Linked DNA regions of Sus scrofa: regions 2 and 3 are each linked to region 1. The links are chromatin contacts, called in public HiChIP or PLAC-seq maps. All regions are on one chromosome and are shown on one strand. The core of a region is the stretch at or near the end of the contact, and the rest is flanking DNA. Distances in the headings are between cores, read along the strand shown. Region 1 holds the start of ITCH (a long non-coding RNA gene). Region 2 holds the start of DYNLRB1 (dynein light chain roadblock-type 1). Region 3 holds the start of AHCY (adenosylhomocysteinase).

What was found. HiChIP or PLAC-seq counts read pairs in DNA pulled down with a chosen protein or histone mark.
Region 2: a contact with region 1 is called in an H3K27ac HiChIP or PLAC-seq map of alveolar macrophages. The contact joins the promoter of DYNLRB1 here to the promoter of ITCH in region 1. A contact is called at or near these places in 1 of 47 Hi-C or Micro-C datasets (skeletal muscle) and 2 of 2 datasets of contacts at active chromatin or transcription factors (alveolar macrophages and skeletal muscle).
Region 3: a contact with region 1 is called in an H3K27ac HiChIP or PLAC-seq map of alveolar macrophages. The contact joins the promoter of AHCY here to the promoter of ITCH in region 1. A contact is called at or near these places in 5 of 47 Hi-C or Micro-C datasets (blood, embryonic fibroblasts, epiblast stem cells and 2 more) and 2 of 2 datasets of contacts at active chromatin or transcription factors (alveolar macrophages and skeletal muscle).

Annotation. Positions count from the first base shown.
Region 1 is chr17:37,808,084-37,812,663 of Sscrofa11.1, forward strand. ITCH (a long non-coding RNA gene) reads left to right here and starts at 2,030. Exons shown (of 25, transcript XR_002340135.1): 1 at 2,030-2,178.
Region 2 is chr17:37,920,764-37,925,343 of Sscrofa11.1, forward strand. It overlaps DYNLRB1 (dynein light chain roadblock-type 1), which reads left to right and starts at 2,709. Exons shown (of 4, transcript NM_001190180.1): 1 at 2,709-2,750. The coding sequence starts at 2,748.
Region 3 is chr17:37,741,723-37,746,302 of Sscrofa11.1, forward strand. It overlaps AHCY (adenosylhomocysteinase), which reads right to left and starts at 2,656. Exons shown (of 10, transcript NM_001011727.1): 1 at 2,537-2,656. The coding sequence starts at 2,564.

The sequences.
Region 1 (4,580 bases), core at 780-3,279:
GTGTTGCCATGAGCTGTGGTGTAGGTCGAAGACACCACTGGGATCCCTTGTTGCTATGGCAGTGGCTGTTGTGTAGGCCTGAGGCTACAGCTATAATTTAACCCCTGGCCTGGGAACTTCCATATGCTGTGGGTGTGGCCCTAAGAAGACAAAAAAATTTTTTTTAATATAAAAGCACAGATATGTATGGCACATAAATCGATAAACAGTATGTTTGTGATATTAAAATTTCATGGGGGAATTTAGGGAAAAAGTGTTTAAAAATGTTCCTTACAGAGATGATAATTTTTTTCTTTTTTTTGCTTTTTTTAGTGCCGCACTGAAGGCATATGGAGATTGTCAGGCTAGGAGTCGAATTGGAGCTGTAGCTGCCGGCCTACACCACAGCTCACAGCAATGCTGGATCCTTAACCCACTGAGCGAGGCCAGGAATTGAACCTGAAACCTCATGGTTCCTAATCAGATTCGTGTTCACTGCACCACTGCGGGAACTCCCAGAAATGATAACTTCAAAAGGGAAGTGTTGAGAAACACTGCCCTACCGCAACCACAAGTGATTCTCCAAGTGTGTTCTGAGGTTAAAAAATGCAAATCATGAGGCCCAGCCCAGAGTTTCTGAATTGGAAATTCTAGGGGTGGGGCCCAGCAATAGACGGTTTAACAAGTCCTTCAGGTGATTTTGATGGGCACTAGAGTTTGAGAACCTCTACCCTACACAGTCTGAATAGGGAGGGTTATGGGACTCTGTACCTTTTTTTTTTTTTTTTTTTTGGCCACGCCTGCAGCATGCATAAATTCTTGAATCTAAACCACAGCTGTGACCCGAGCCACAGCAGTGACAACATTGGATCCTGCTAAGCCATCAGGGCACTCTCAGGAATCTTTTTTCTTTTCCCTAGGAATCTGTCTTTAACCAGCTCTCCTGAAGTACACTGCAGGAAACACTGATATGGAGAATTCGAAAGTAATTTGAAAAGTGTAAGTGACTTTCCAGATGGTAAAATAAAATTTTCTTTAGGAGGGAAAACACGCTAAACAGTAATAGCAAAGGTCACTTTGTTGTGCCTCTGAGTCTACCCGCATAGCCTACTAATTCTCACAAACAATCCATGACGGAAGAGGATGGACTCAGGAGCCAGACTGCTTGGGTTCTTATCCAGCTTGTGACTTGGTTTGTGCATCTGTAAAGTGAGGAAAATGAAGGTACTTCCACTGTAGATTTGTTGGGAGGATTAAAGAAGCTTATTGATCAGCATTTAGAATACCTGCTTATGTTGGCACCACTTCCGTGTAGTGATTTTCATCACCTCTAAAAGCACCTTGTTAAAACATGGGTTTGAGCCCAATGAATTTAACTCTCGAGTGTACTTTTTTTTTTTTTTTTTTTTTTTTTGGTCTTTTTGCCTTTTCTAGGGCGAGCGGCGTGTGGAGGTTCCCAGGCTAGGGTCGAATCGGAGGAATCGGAGCCGTAGCCACCGGCCGATGCCAGAGCCACAGCAACGCGGGATCCGAGCCGAGTCTGCAACCTACACCACAGCTCACGGCAACGCCGGATCGTTAACCCACTGAGCAGGGCCAGGGATCGAACCCGCAACCTCATGGTTCCTAGTCAGATTTGTTAACCACTGCGCGCCACGACGGGAACTCCTCGAGAGTACTTTCTTAAGGACTAAGTTATAGTTCAGTGGTTCTCAAAATGTGATTACACACCAGCAGCACACCAGAGAGATCGTTAGAAATGCCAATTATTAAAATTATTAGATTCTATCCCAAATGTGCTCAATTAGAAACTCCGGGGGTGGGGTCTAGTAGTCAAAGTTTTAAGTAGCCCTTCAGGTGATTCTGATGCACACTAGCTTGGGATCAGCAGCTACAAGTCTTTAGAGGTTCTGGTGAGTAGCTGGGAGGGTTTTTTGAAATGCCTGGAAGTCATCCATGAGTCCTTCCCACCTGGGTGAGAGCAAACTTCGATTTAGCGGCGCTCACCAGCCTTGCCAGCTATTCTTGCCCGCAGCTGGCTAGTGCGCAAGGCCTTCTGGGGCTTGTAGTCGGGATCGCGCCCAAGCCAGAGACGCCTGCGCGTTGGCCGCCAACTCGCTCTATTAGCTGCGGTTGGGGCTCGGGACCGGCTGCCATCTTAGTCGAGGGAGTGAAGAGTCGTCGCCGCCCCGAGTCCTGGTAAAAATCCCCGGGCGGACCGGAGGCAGTTCTGGGGAGAGGGAAGGTCCTGGATGAGAGTGTCCAAGGCGAGCAAGGGGTAGAGGAGTGCGGCGCGCTTGCCGGGACCCCACAGCCGCGGCTGCCTCCTCTTCCCTCAGAGCCGGTGCCCGTGGGGGGCGCGGGGAGCTCGGGCTAGTGGCAGGGGCCTGGCGGGGGTGGGTTGGCCGGACGCGCCGAGCGGCCACTGCTGGGCTCAGGCGTCTGGAAGCCCCTCGCCTCGCGGGCGCCCAGTTGTGAAAGGACTGGGCCGCCGCGGCGGGCGCCAGCAGGGTCCGGCCCGGTACCCCTCAGCCCCGCCCGGGGGCCACTCTCCGGCGGCCCGGCCTACGCGCGGGGCCCGGTGGCAGCAGCCGGCGCGAGCGACGTGGCCCTGCAAGGGGCGGCGGCCGGGCCCACCTGCAAGCCACTGCCCTTCCCGAGACTTTTCGGAGCCCCCAGTCTCGAGGGGCCCAGCACAGCGGCTGCCGCCTTTCTCTTTTGCACTCCCCTCCTCCCTCCATTGTCCCCCATCGTGGTGGTCCCGGCACCGGCTCCCTCCTCCGCGCCCACTACCGCCGCCGCCCCGACCCAGCCGGCGCCTCCCGGCGCTGAGTTTTGCAGACGTGGAGCTGTCACTGTCCTTCCTCTTGAGAGTGCCCTTTTCTTTAGCGGAGAAAGGAAAAAAGTAGCCGTGAACGTGTTCTAAGGGTCGAAAGGTGTTTGAGGGCAGACTTAGTGGGCACTAGTGGGGAACTCAAGTTTTCAGACTTAGCTTCGGGCCGATGCTGAGAGAGAGATAAACACTGGGTCTGTGGGCCCCAGGTAAACGTTGGGCCTAAAGTTGGCGATGTAACCAGATGAATTTTGCAAACCACACGAAATTCATAGTTCTCCAGTAATAAGTCAACATGTTTCTTTGGTTATATTCGTATCTTGATCTTGTTAGCTTTTCTGCCATTCTAGAGCTTAAGAATGCCTTGTGAGTGTGAGGTGGGGAAGGAAGAATGGAATTTTTCTTTGAAAATTAATGAGGCACTGGAGCCAGGCATATGTTATTATACTTAGCTGGGGTCTTGCATGAATTCGAATACAACCAGATCTTAAGAAAGTGCTAAAAGCAGTATATTTCCATCTCACAACGGAATAAAGATTTCTCAGCCTGTATAAAGTTTTCATGACAGATCTGGTGAGAACCTGCACTGTTTATTCATAGATTTATTCAAGGTGTAATTACTTCATCTTTAAGATTTAGAAATGAAGGTGGAAATTCAGCTGCTTTTTTGAGCAGTGTAAGTTTTGGGGTTTGAGTCCCAAAGGAATTCCTTCATCTTCATCATGAGTCAAGTCAGCAGGGATATGATATGATATGAAATAAACAAGTGCAGAATACTTCTTCAGTTTATTCTAGAGTTAACTCTATATTCATTAAAGAAACATCTTTACCCCTATTGGAATAGACAAACCAGTAGCCCCTAAATTTGATCATTACAATAACTAGGGGAGTTTTTTAAAAGTGGAAATACCAGAGATTCATTTCCTGAGATCGATTTGATACTTTTGATTTAACCTTGACAAATTTATTTTTTAAACTTGCCTCAGGCAGTTCTATTGGTCTTGGGAACCACTGAGACTAACAATGTGTTCAAACCAAAAAGCTTTGATAGGAAAGAGGAAGTAGCCAGTTCTGTTTGGGTTGACCTTGGAAAGGAGGAAGGATCTGCCCCTGGACCTAAGTTATGTCTTAGTTGATGAGTAGGAGTGTGATTGTGATGGGGAAAGGAAAGGACAGGGGAGGCAGAGGAAACTTGTTAATATTGTGTGTAAATGCAGAGAATTGTGGATGAAAAAGGGAGCAAAGAGTGGAATGGGGAAGGAGAGCGATGTGTATATGAGGCCAGAAAGGTAAAAGGAGGCAACGATATGAAAAGTTCTATGTGTAATGCAAAAAAACTTGTTTTATGTTGTTAGCAAAAGATACAGATTTTTAAACAGGGAAGTTATGTGAGTACATTTGCTTTAGAAAGATTCCTCTGGCGATTAAGAGTGAAAGGATGGAAGAGTGGCTATTGTAGAAGTCTAGGTGAGAAGTGAAAAGGCTTGACCTTGGAGAGAGGCTGTGGGGATGATCACAGGATTGGATTGAATTCCTCACTTGTGCAATTTTGTTGCCCTTTTTCTGTATGAGGATTTTTTTTTTTTTTTTTTTTTAGGGCCAGCCCAGGTAAAGGGCTGTTTTCTATCAGAAGAACCCATTAGCAAAAGTAAATATATTGCCAGGTTATATATGTTAATGATACCAGAATGTATTGTTCAGTAGCATCCTGAAAAATTAGTATCAGATCAGTTGCAATTTGGAGGAAAATTTGGAGATTAGACTGAAA
Region 2 (4,580 bases), core at 1,459-3,958, 110 kb after region 1:
AACTGGTATCACACCCATATTCACTTAGTCCAGGATAACTGTCAACACTTACTGTGTCCCAAAAACTTAGATATGCTATATGCACTGTCATTTAGTCTTCCTGGCCACTCACAGAGAGGAATGATTATCTCTATTTTAAAGAAAAGAAAATAGGCTAAACGTGGTTGAGTAACTGGAAGTGTCCAGTTATTAAGTGGCAAGAGTGCAAATTGGAATTCAGGATTGTTTGATGCCAAAGACTACATGCTTAAAAAGTTTTGCTGTACTGCTACTTACAGCAACCCTGGGAGTCTTCCATGGGTTAGCTGTTCCATCTAATTGGTCTCCAAATCCTGTCGAATCCATCTCCAGAACTTCTTTTGAATCACTTCTCTCAGAGCTGCCCCATTGCCACAGCCCACATTCTTCATCCCTACCCTGGTTTGCTGTAGCAATCTCTTGTCATTGCTTCCATTCTCTCCAGTCCACCTGTGCTACCTTAGAATGCCCGTTGGAAGACTTCAGTCTCATGGTTCTCCCCTCTTAAAATTTTACAAGTTTCCTCCATTGCCACAGAATAAACTCTAATTAAAGCTCATAAGCCTGTCCACTCAAGGCCCTAACTATTTCCAAATCAGTCATGAACCCATGGATCATTGGCCATTCTCTTTTTTGCTTTTGTGACTGTGATGTTCAATTCATTCACCCCTCTCAGTACAGTTCTCTATATGTAAGATTGTGGTAATGATCCTTCTGTGCTTTTCTTCCAGGATTTTTTTTTTTTGCTTTTTGCTTTTTAGGGCTGCACCTGCAGCATATGGACCTTCCCAGACTAGGGGTCGAATCGGAGCTACAGCTGCTGATCTCCACAGCCACAACTAAACAGGATCTGAGCCGCATCTGCAACCTACACCACAGCTCCCGGCCATGCTGTATCCTTAACCCACTGAACGAGGCCAGGGATTGAACCCACAACCTAATGGGTCCTAGTCAGATTCATTTCCGCTGTGCCTCTTACAGGATATTACAGGATATTTTGAGGTCCAGTTACTACAGCCCTTCTTCCCCTTGCAAAATGTTTGTCGAATGTTTCCAGAGTTCAATAATCACTTCTTTGTGTCTTAATACTTTTTTTAAAACTTTGAAATAATTTGACTTACAGAGCTGTTGCAAATATAGTATGGAGAACTCCTCCTGCACACTCTTCATCCAGCTTTCCCCAATGTTAACATCTCATATAAGTTGACATCTGTAAAATAATGCTAAACTAAAACCTTTTTACAGATTTCACTAGTTTTTCCACCAATGTCCCTTTTCTCAGTCTCTTTCAATCTGTGACAGTTCTCATTCATTCCTTGTCTTTCCAGACTTTGACTTTTTTTTTTTTTTTTTGGGTCTTTTTGTCTTTTTCCCATTTTCTTGGGCCGCTCTCGCGGCATATGGAGGTTCCCAGGCTAGGGGTCCAATTGGAGCTGTAACCACCAGCCTATGCCAGAGCCACAACAACGATGGATCCGAGCCGCGTCTGCAACCTACACCACAGCTCATGGCAACGCTGGATTGTTAACCCACTGAGCAACCTCATGGTTCCTAGTCGGATTCGTTAACCACTGCGCCACGACGGGAACTCCAGTTCTTTTTGTGTGTGTGTGTGTGTGACTTTGACATTTTTTGAAGAGTATTGGTTGGGTACCTTATAGAGTCCCTCAAGTTTGGTTTAATGTTTTCTCATGGTTAAGGCCATGGATTTTTGTGAAAAACACCACAGATGTAAAGTGCCCTTTGCAAGATTATCAGAGGGCACATATTAGTATATCCCATAACCAGTTATGTTAACCTTGATCCTCTGGTTATGATGGTGTCTCCCAAGTTTCTTCACCATAAAGTCACTATTCAATCTTCTTAACATGCAGACGCCCCTGGAAGGAAAACCAAATCCTTACTCAACTGAACGAGGCGACAGTGGAATGAAAGTTTGGAGCTTGAATTCAGCAAGCTCCAGTGCCTCCAAGAAACTTTAAGCTGAGGCTACAGGAGATAGAGTGGGTGTAAGCCCAGTAACATAGCACAAGGTTCACTAAATGGCAGTTGTCTTAGCAAATTATTTCCTGCTAGAGAACCCAGAATTTTTTTGTGTGGAAAACTTAACATAGGGCTCTAGGAAGAAGGGTCCCCCTTTTAAAGGTGAGCAAATGAGGGACTACAGAAATTTGAAGTGGCTTCTCTAAGGCAACACAAGGGCGGCCCTGAGCTAGAGGTTCTAAGACTAAAAGACTCCCAGGCTAGCCCCGACCACTTTACCTCAGTGCCCTCATGGAATCCGGGGGAGTCGCTCACGAGACCCTATGGATTCTTGGCTCCAGTTCGAATTTCGGACTTTTTAGCGCATTTTGGCTCGGAGCCTCGCCTTGCCTCAATTCGGGAGCAAAGTGGATATCAGCAACACCCACTCCTTCAGAGTCTCTCCCCACCCTACACCCAGGACCTCCAGAGCTAGCTCAGGCCTCGGTTAAGTGTTGAAAGCCTCTTCCAACAAAGCCAACTTGCCTCTTTTCGGCATAGCTGGAGCTGGGAATTTTCCATAGCTGGATTGCTACTTTGCTGTTCGCGGACAGCACTGGGCCAATTCCCCAGGATCCGCCTACCCGCCTGCTGGCTCCTGATAGGCTACCGAGCCTGTCCGCTTTGACAGGAGCTGTGCGCAGGCGCAGAGAAGCTCCGGGACTGGGCTGAAGGCCGGCGACGAGGAGCTACAGGATCGGTCCGAGATGGTGAGTATCTGCTGGGAGCTTGTGGCCAGCGGCCGGGAGGTGGCCAACCACGACCTCCCACCACCCTCAGCCCAGAGGTCCATCCTCCCGGGCGGCATCCGCGGGGCTGGGCGCGCCGGACCGAAGCAGTCTGGAGGGCGGAACCGGGGCGGCGCGGGCCTCCTGACTCGGACCGAGGGGGCCGAGGCGGGGCCACCGGATCCAGTGGTCCCTTGACCGGAAGTAGTTGCTGGTGCCACGGGGAAGGATTGACGGAGCTGGGCACACGGGCCCCTGCATCCTAGCAACCTTGGCCTTGTTGAGCTATAACAACAATAGTGATTATATTTTCTAGAAACTTAATTCGTGCCAGACACTGCTATACGCTTTACATACCCTGGCCTGCCTCCTCACCGTAGCTCTGTGAAGTAGGTACGACCATTATCCCTGTATTACACACTCGGGATGTAAAACCCGGTGAAACTAAGTGCCCTGCCCCAGTAAATGACGGAGATGGACTTGAACCCTAGACACTTGACTGCTGCCTTTCTGTGTGATTCTTTCGAGCCGTTGAGAAATGGTGCATGAGTCAGAAACGAGCGGGATCCACCCTTGTGGTTCCTGCCTTGCTGACTGGAACTGTGGGCTCTTTATGCCTTTACAGGTTTGGTTTCTTGTGTTTTTAATCCTCCCAACTTGTAAAAAACAAAACAAAACAAAAAAAACAACAACTTGGAAAGAGCTTTTGAACGTTAAACCATGTGAATGGTTTTAAAAAATCGTATTTAAGAATTTAAAGCCTAAAAGAAAAATTGAAAGGGAATAAGAAACAGTACCATACCTGGAGGTAACGACTTATAATTAGGCAGATTACTTGTTTTGTTTTCGTCAGTTTTTGCTTTATATAGTTTAGCTGTATGTAGAATAGATACAGCTATTTATAGTTTATAGTTAGCTAGTTTATAGACTAGATGAGGTAACTTTATCATTCATATCACTTTTTAAACTGTAAAAGAAATTGACTTTTAGCAGATAATAACTGCACACAGTAAAAACAAAAAAGCATCTGAAAGGATCTAAGTGAAAATAAATCTTCCACCAAACCTTGATACCCAGCTTCAATCTCCTTTAGAAACATTAGTTCCTTTTATATGTATACCAGCATGTATATATGTCCTGTCTTTTTCTTACACTAATAGTAGCTTCCTGCAACTTCTACCATGCTATTGTGTGCTTCTACTCATGAAAGCAAAATATATTTAGATGCACATTTCAACAAATTGAAGCAGTACCAAAGTTTGTAACGTAGAAAGTATATGTAGTTCCCACCTCACTCCTCTCTGGTAATGACAGTTGGGTGTGTTTCTTTCCATATTTATTAAGTGCATAAGCATATTTATATATAACCTGTTACATGATATTGGAACATATTTATACATATTAAGTTTACTCTAGGCTATATGGGTAGATAATCTCATTTTGGAACTTACACTCTTCACTAAAAACTATCAGATATTTTTCCATGTCATTATATACAAACGTACTTCATTCTTTTAAAGGAGTGTATTTATCTTCTACTGCAGTATATACATTGAGATGTATTACAGTATTTCACTCCAGACAATGCTACAGTGCTGTTTTTGTCCTTTTTTTTTTTGCCCCACTCATGCTAGTGTTTGTGTAGCGGTAAACAGAAGTGGTACTAATGACGGGCACATTTTAAACATTTTGTAGAAACTGACAGATAGCTCTTTTGGATGGTGATATAAAAGTCATCCATAGGGAGTTCCCGTCGTGGTCCAGAGTTACGAACCTGACTAGTATTCATGAGGATGTGGATTCAATCCCTGG
Region 3 (4,580 bases), core at 1,406-3,905, 66 kb before region 1:
CTTAGGGCCCTACCTTTGTCACTGCCCACCCTTCTTCCCCACCTCTTCACCCCTTTCTCCCCCTCACTGGTTGCTCAACCTTATCGACCTCTTTACTGTCTTCAGGTGAGCTCAACTCATTCCTACCTCAGGGCTTTAACCCAAGCTCTTAGCCTGGAAGGTTCCTCCCTGAGCACCTGATAAAGTACCTGGCATACAGTGGGTGCTCAACAAAAACTCTGAAACAGGAAAGAACTTGGTATATTGGTACTGGAGGAAGACAGAGTATGCCAGGATGACTCAGTAGAGTAAGATGATGAATAAGGAGTTATGGAGTTTCAAGGGGAGTATCATGACCACACTTGTCTTTTGAAAAGACCCTTTTGGTTTCTGCCTGTATCCGTGGAGCATGAGACCCAGGAAGACCTGTGAGGAAGAAGACCAGAACTTGGATGGTGGCCGTGGACACAGAGAAATGGGCAGATCTCTTCACTTAAATACTACATTATCTGTATGCTGTCGTCCCCCCTCTTTCCTGAGTCACCTTTGTATCTCTAGTGCCCTGCTGGTCCTGGCACAGAGAAGGGATCCACAAATGTTTACTGACCATACCTATTGTAAGGACTAAAGGAGAGAAGGTCCATGAAAGGGACTGGCACAAGATGGAGGTGGCATAAAAAAAAACAAATCTGAACCCAGTCTAACTCCTAGGCTCAGAGAGGGGTTTGCCCCAGGTTTGCTTCCACAGCCAGTCAAAGGCAGAGGCGGGGCTGGCAAAGGTGGGGCTAGAGCTAGAGGCTCCTAGGAGAGGCCCAGCAGTAGTGGACAATGGTTCTGTCCTATCCTAAGTTCCACCCCCTCTGCCACCACCTGTCCCTCTAGCTAAAAAGAACTCTTTCACTGCCCTCAGGACAGCTGTATACTCAGGACTAGGCCTGATGTACTCAAAGGGTACAGGAGGGTCTGATACTCTAAGCTTTGGGGTTTTTGGTGCCCAGGGAACTGAGGACTTGCAGTAACACCTGTTCCAGGACAAGCCAAGAGGAAAAATAGCAAAACCCTCCCTGAGCCTCAGTTTCTTCATCTGTAAAGTGGGAATAACCATCCCTAACCTTCCTATGAGCCCTGAAGATTAAAGAAGATGCAACATGGGCAAGCACAGTATGCCCTCCCTAATGGAGACTTCCTTCCTCCAACCCTACCCTGCCAAGCTCCTCCACTTCCAAATGCAGTCTTACCTCCTCCCATACAACCCAAAGCCCTCAACCCTAACTCACCCATCTCTCCACAGTATGACAAGCCCTTTTTCCAACTCTCCCACTGACATGACCTTGATTTAACCTTTCTAGGCTTCCACTTCATTCACACCACAGGGACAAGAGTCTGCTCTGGGCTGCAACTTGATAAACAACTATTGGTAAGTTACTATTTCCACAGAATCTTTCCAAGTCATTTCCTATTACACCTTCAGCTTCTTCCTCTGTATAATGGGATAAAGTCCACCTCTAAAGGTCATTCTGTAAACAAATGCAAACCCCCAGATACACAGCTCCATAAATATTGATGCCTTTCTCTGGGTAGAATGGTGTCTTGAATTTACTTTAAAAACTGATAGTCTGCCTGAACAGTTTTTTCCTGAAAGGTCAGTGGGGCTGTTTCAGATGTGTTCACTTATATACTGTGGTGAAAAGGTGAGCAGGATCTGGATTTATATCCTGCTCCACCACCTCCCAGCTATAAGATCATGGACAAGTTAACCTTTTTTCCTGTATCTCAGTATACTCATTGTAAAATGATAAAGTAACAGCCCCTATCCTAAAAAACCGTGAGAAGAAAATGAATTAATCTAGAATAAAGGTAGAAGGCAGTGCCCATTCCACAGTAAAAGCCCAGTAAACATTAACTATCAATGCACAGCTTCAATCCCTAGGAGAGCAGTAAGGATTTTTCTAGCCACTCCAAAATTTCTTCGAGATTCTCTGTACGATTGTCCCTGTTGGCCAGGTGGGTGACCCCAGAGGTTGAGTAACAAGCCCAAAGTCCCTTGTAAGTGGACTAGTGCTTGTGTCGGCTCAGTCTCCAGGCCTCTCCTCACGTGCCCTTCGGGGTCTTAATGACCTCGTCTTCCCTGTAGGTGGCCCAGAGAGGGATAAGCACTTGCCCAGGACCACCCAGGGGGCCAAAGAGCTGGTCCAGACCCAGGAGGCAGGATCCAGGCTCCCCGGTGTTGGCCCCAGCAGGTGCCATTGGTCCCAGGCCTCGGTTAGGTGTGCGCTCCCCGCCCGCCCCAGCCGGCTCCGTGTGGAACACGCCGCGAGTTCACCACTCCGCAGCCCGCGCCGCTGCACCCGGCCTCGCGGGGCACGCCGGGACTCGTAGTGCGCGGCCGCCTCCGAAGACCTGCTCATGGCGGCGGAAGAACTCCAGCCCCCAGAAGGCCTCGCGCGGCCAAAGACCGCGCCAAGCCAGCGATTCAAGGGGCTCCTCCTGAGCGCCCCGATTCGGCCCTGTGGCTGCCGTCCCAGCAGGCCCCTACCCTGCATGTCCAGGGACTCACCGACTTTGTAAGGCAGCTTCTCCGACATGCTGGCGGCGCTTCCACACGTAGTGATGGACACGAGCGAAGGGGGCCGGCCTTGGGCTGGGGACAAACGCAGGGCGGGCGGCGCCGGGCAGGGATCTGCGAGTGGCACCGGCGCCTTTAAATATCTTACCGTAGCTTGCATATTCATGAGTCCCGCTGGTGCTGAGCGGTCGGGGCGGGGCCCAACGCAGGGGGGCGGGGCCCAACGGAGGGGGGCGGGACCAGAACGGACTTTGGTTGGGGTTCAGACCAGTTTTTAGCTTACGGGGACCTTCCACCTCCCGAGCAGCGTAGCGAAAGGAGTTCCAGGAGAGGCCTGATATCAAACCTGAGGCCATCTTTAACTTCATTCATTCAATCAGTGAATCCGACGCCAAAACCGAGTGAAATTGAAATTCCAACCAGTTCACTTCCCAGAACCTCAATTTCCTCTTCTATAAATTGGGCAGAATGATACCTACCATACAAATAGGTAAAGTTGCAATATGTCAACACCTAGCACATGGGAGACCTTCCACCCTCCTCCCACCATGCTGAGTTTAGGTAGATTTGTATGCATTTTTAATACTTTTACTACATATGCATAAATCATTAAATGCTTCATAGAAGTCACTCTGTGTTTAAAACCTTTATTTAAATAGTGCCATACTGTACTTACTCTTCTGCAACTTGCTTTTTTTCTGTTAATATTTGTAAGGGTCATGCATAGAGTTTTGCTGCTGTATAGTATTTTATTGTATACATCGTGTGATTAATTTACCTGTTCTATATTCAGATTTTATACAGTCTGCCATTATTGTGTATATGAAAAAATGAACATTGCCTCTTAGCCCATGAGTAGGTGTCCTGGAACCATAAGTGTACTCAGGGGTGGAGTTTTTGAGATAAAGGCACATTTTTAACTTTCCTAGATATTACCAAATTGTTTTCCAAGGTAGCTCATCCTATCACCAGCAGTGTCTGAGAGGGCTTGTTGATCCACATCCCTGTCATCACTTGTCAGTCTGACAGAATTGTTTTTTTCTTTTTTGCTTTTTAGGGCTGCACCTGTGGCATATGGAAGTTCCCAGGCTAGAGATCAAATCGGAGCTGTAGCTGCCAGCCACAGCCACAGGAATGCCAGATCCTTAACCCACTAAACCATGCATTGCTTAGTTTTGACTGTTTCACCTTTGTGTAAATGAAATCATAGGATACATATTCTTCTGCAACTTACTTTTCTCTTTCAGTTCTATTTTTTTTTTTTTTTTTTTTTTTTTTTGGCAGTGCCTTTGGCATGTGGAAGTTCCCAAGGAGGGATCTAACCTGAGCCACAGCAGCAACCCAAGCTGGTGCAGTGACAACACCAGATCCTTAACCTGCTGCACCGCAGGAGAATTCCTCAACATTGTTGGTTTGTTTTGTTGTTGTTGTTGTTGTTTTTTCCTGTCTTTTGTCTTTTCCATACACCTGCAGTATATGGAATTTCCCAGGCTAAGGGTCGAATTGGAGCTGTGGCTGTAGTGTAGGCCGGCAGCTACACCACAGCCACAACAACGCAAGATCCGAGCCACATCTGTGACCTACACCACAGCTCATGGCAATGCCAGATCCTTAACTCACTGACAAGGCCAGGGATCGAACCTGCATCCTCATGGATACTAGTCTGGTTCCATAACCACTGAGCCACAACAGGAATTCCCTCAACACTGCTTTTGAGAGTCATTTCTGTAAGGGCTATAGCTGTGGTTCATTTATTTTCATTTCTGTATAATCCACTTATTTACTTATTCTATTTTTGATGGACATTGGATTGTTTCAGTTTTTTTTTTTTTTTTTTTTGCTGCCATAAAGACTACTGCTTAATATTCTCATGTGTGTGTACCTATATGGATATAGATGTAGATATATTTGTGAGCCAAATTGCTTGAATACATACACTCATGTCCAACTTAACTAGGTAATATGAAACTATTTCCCAAGCAGTTATCTCAGTCTATACTCCGATCAACAGTGGATTAAAAAATCTTATTTTGGG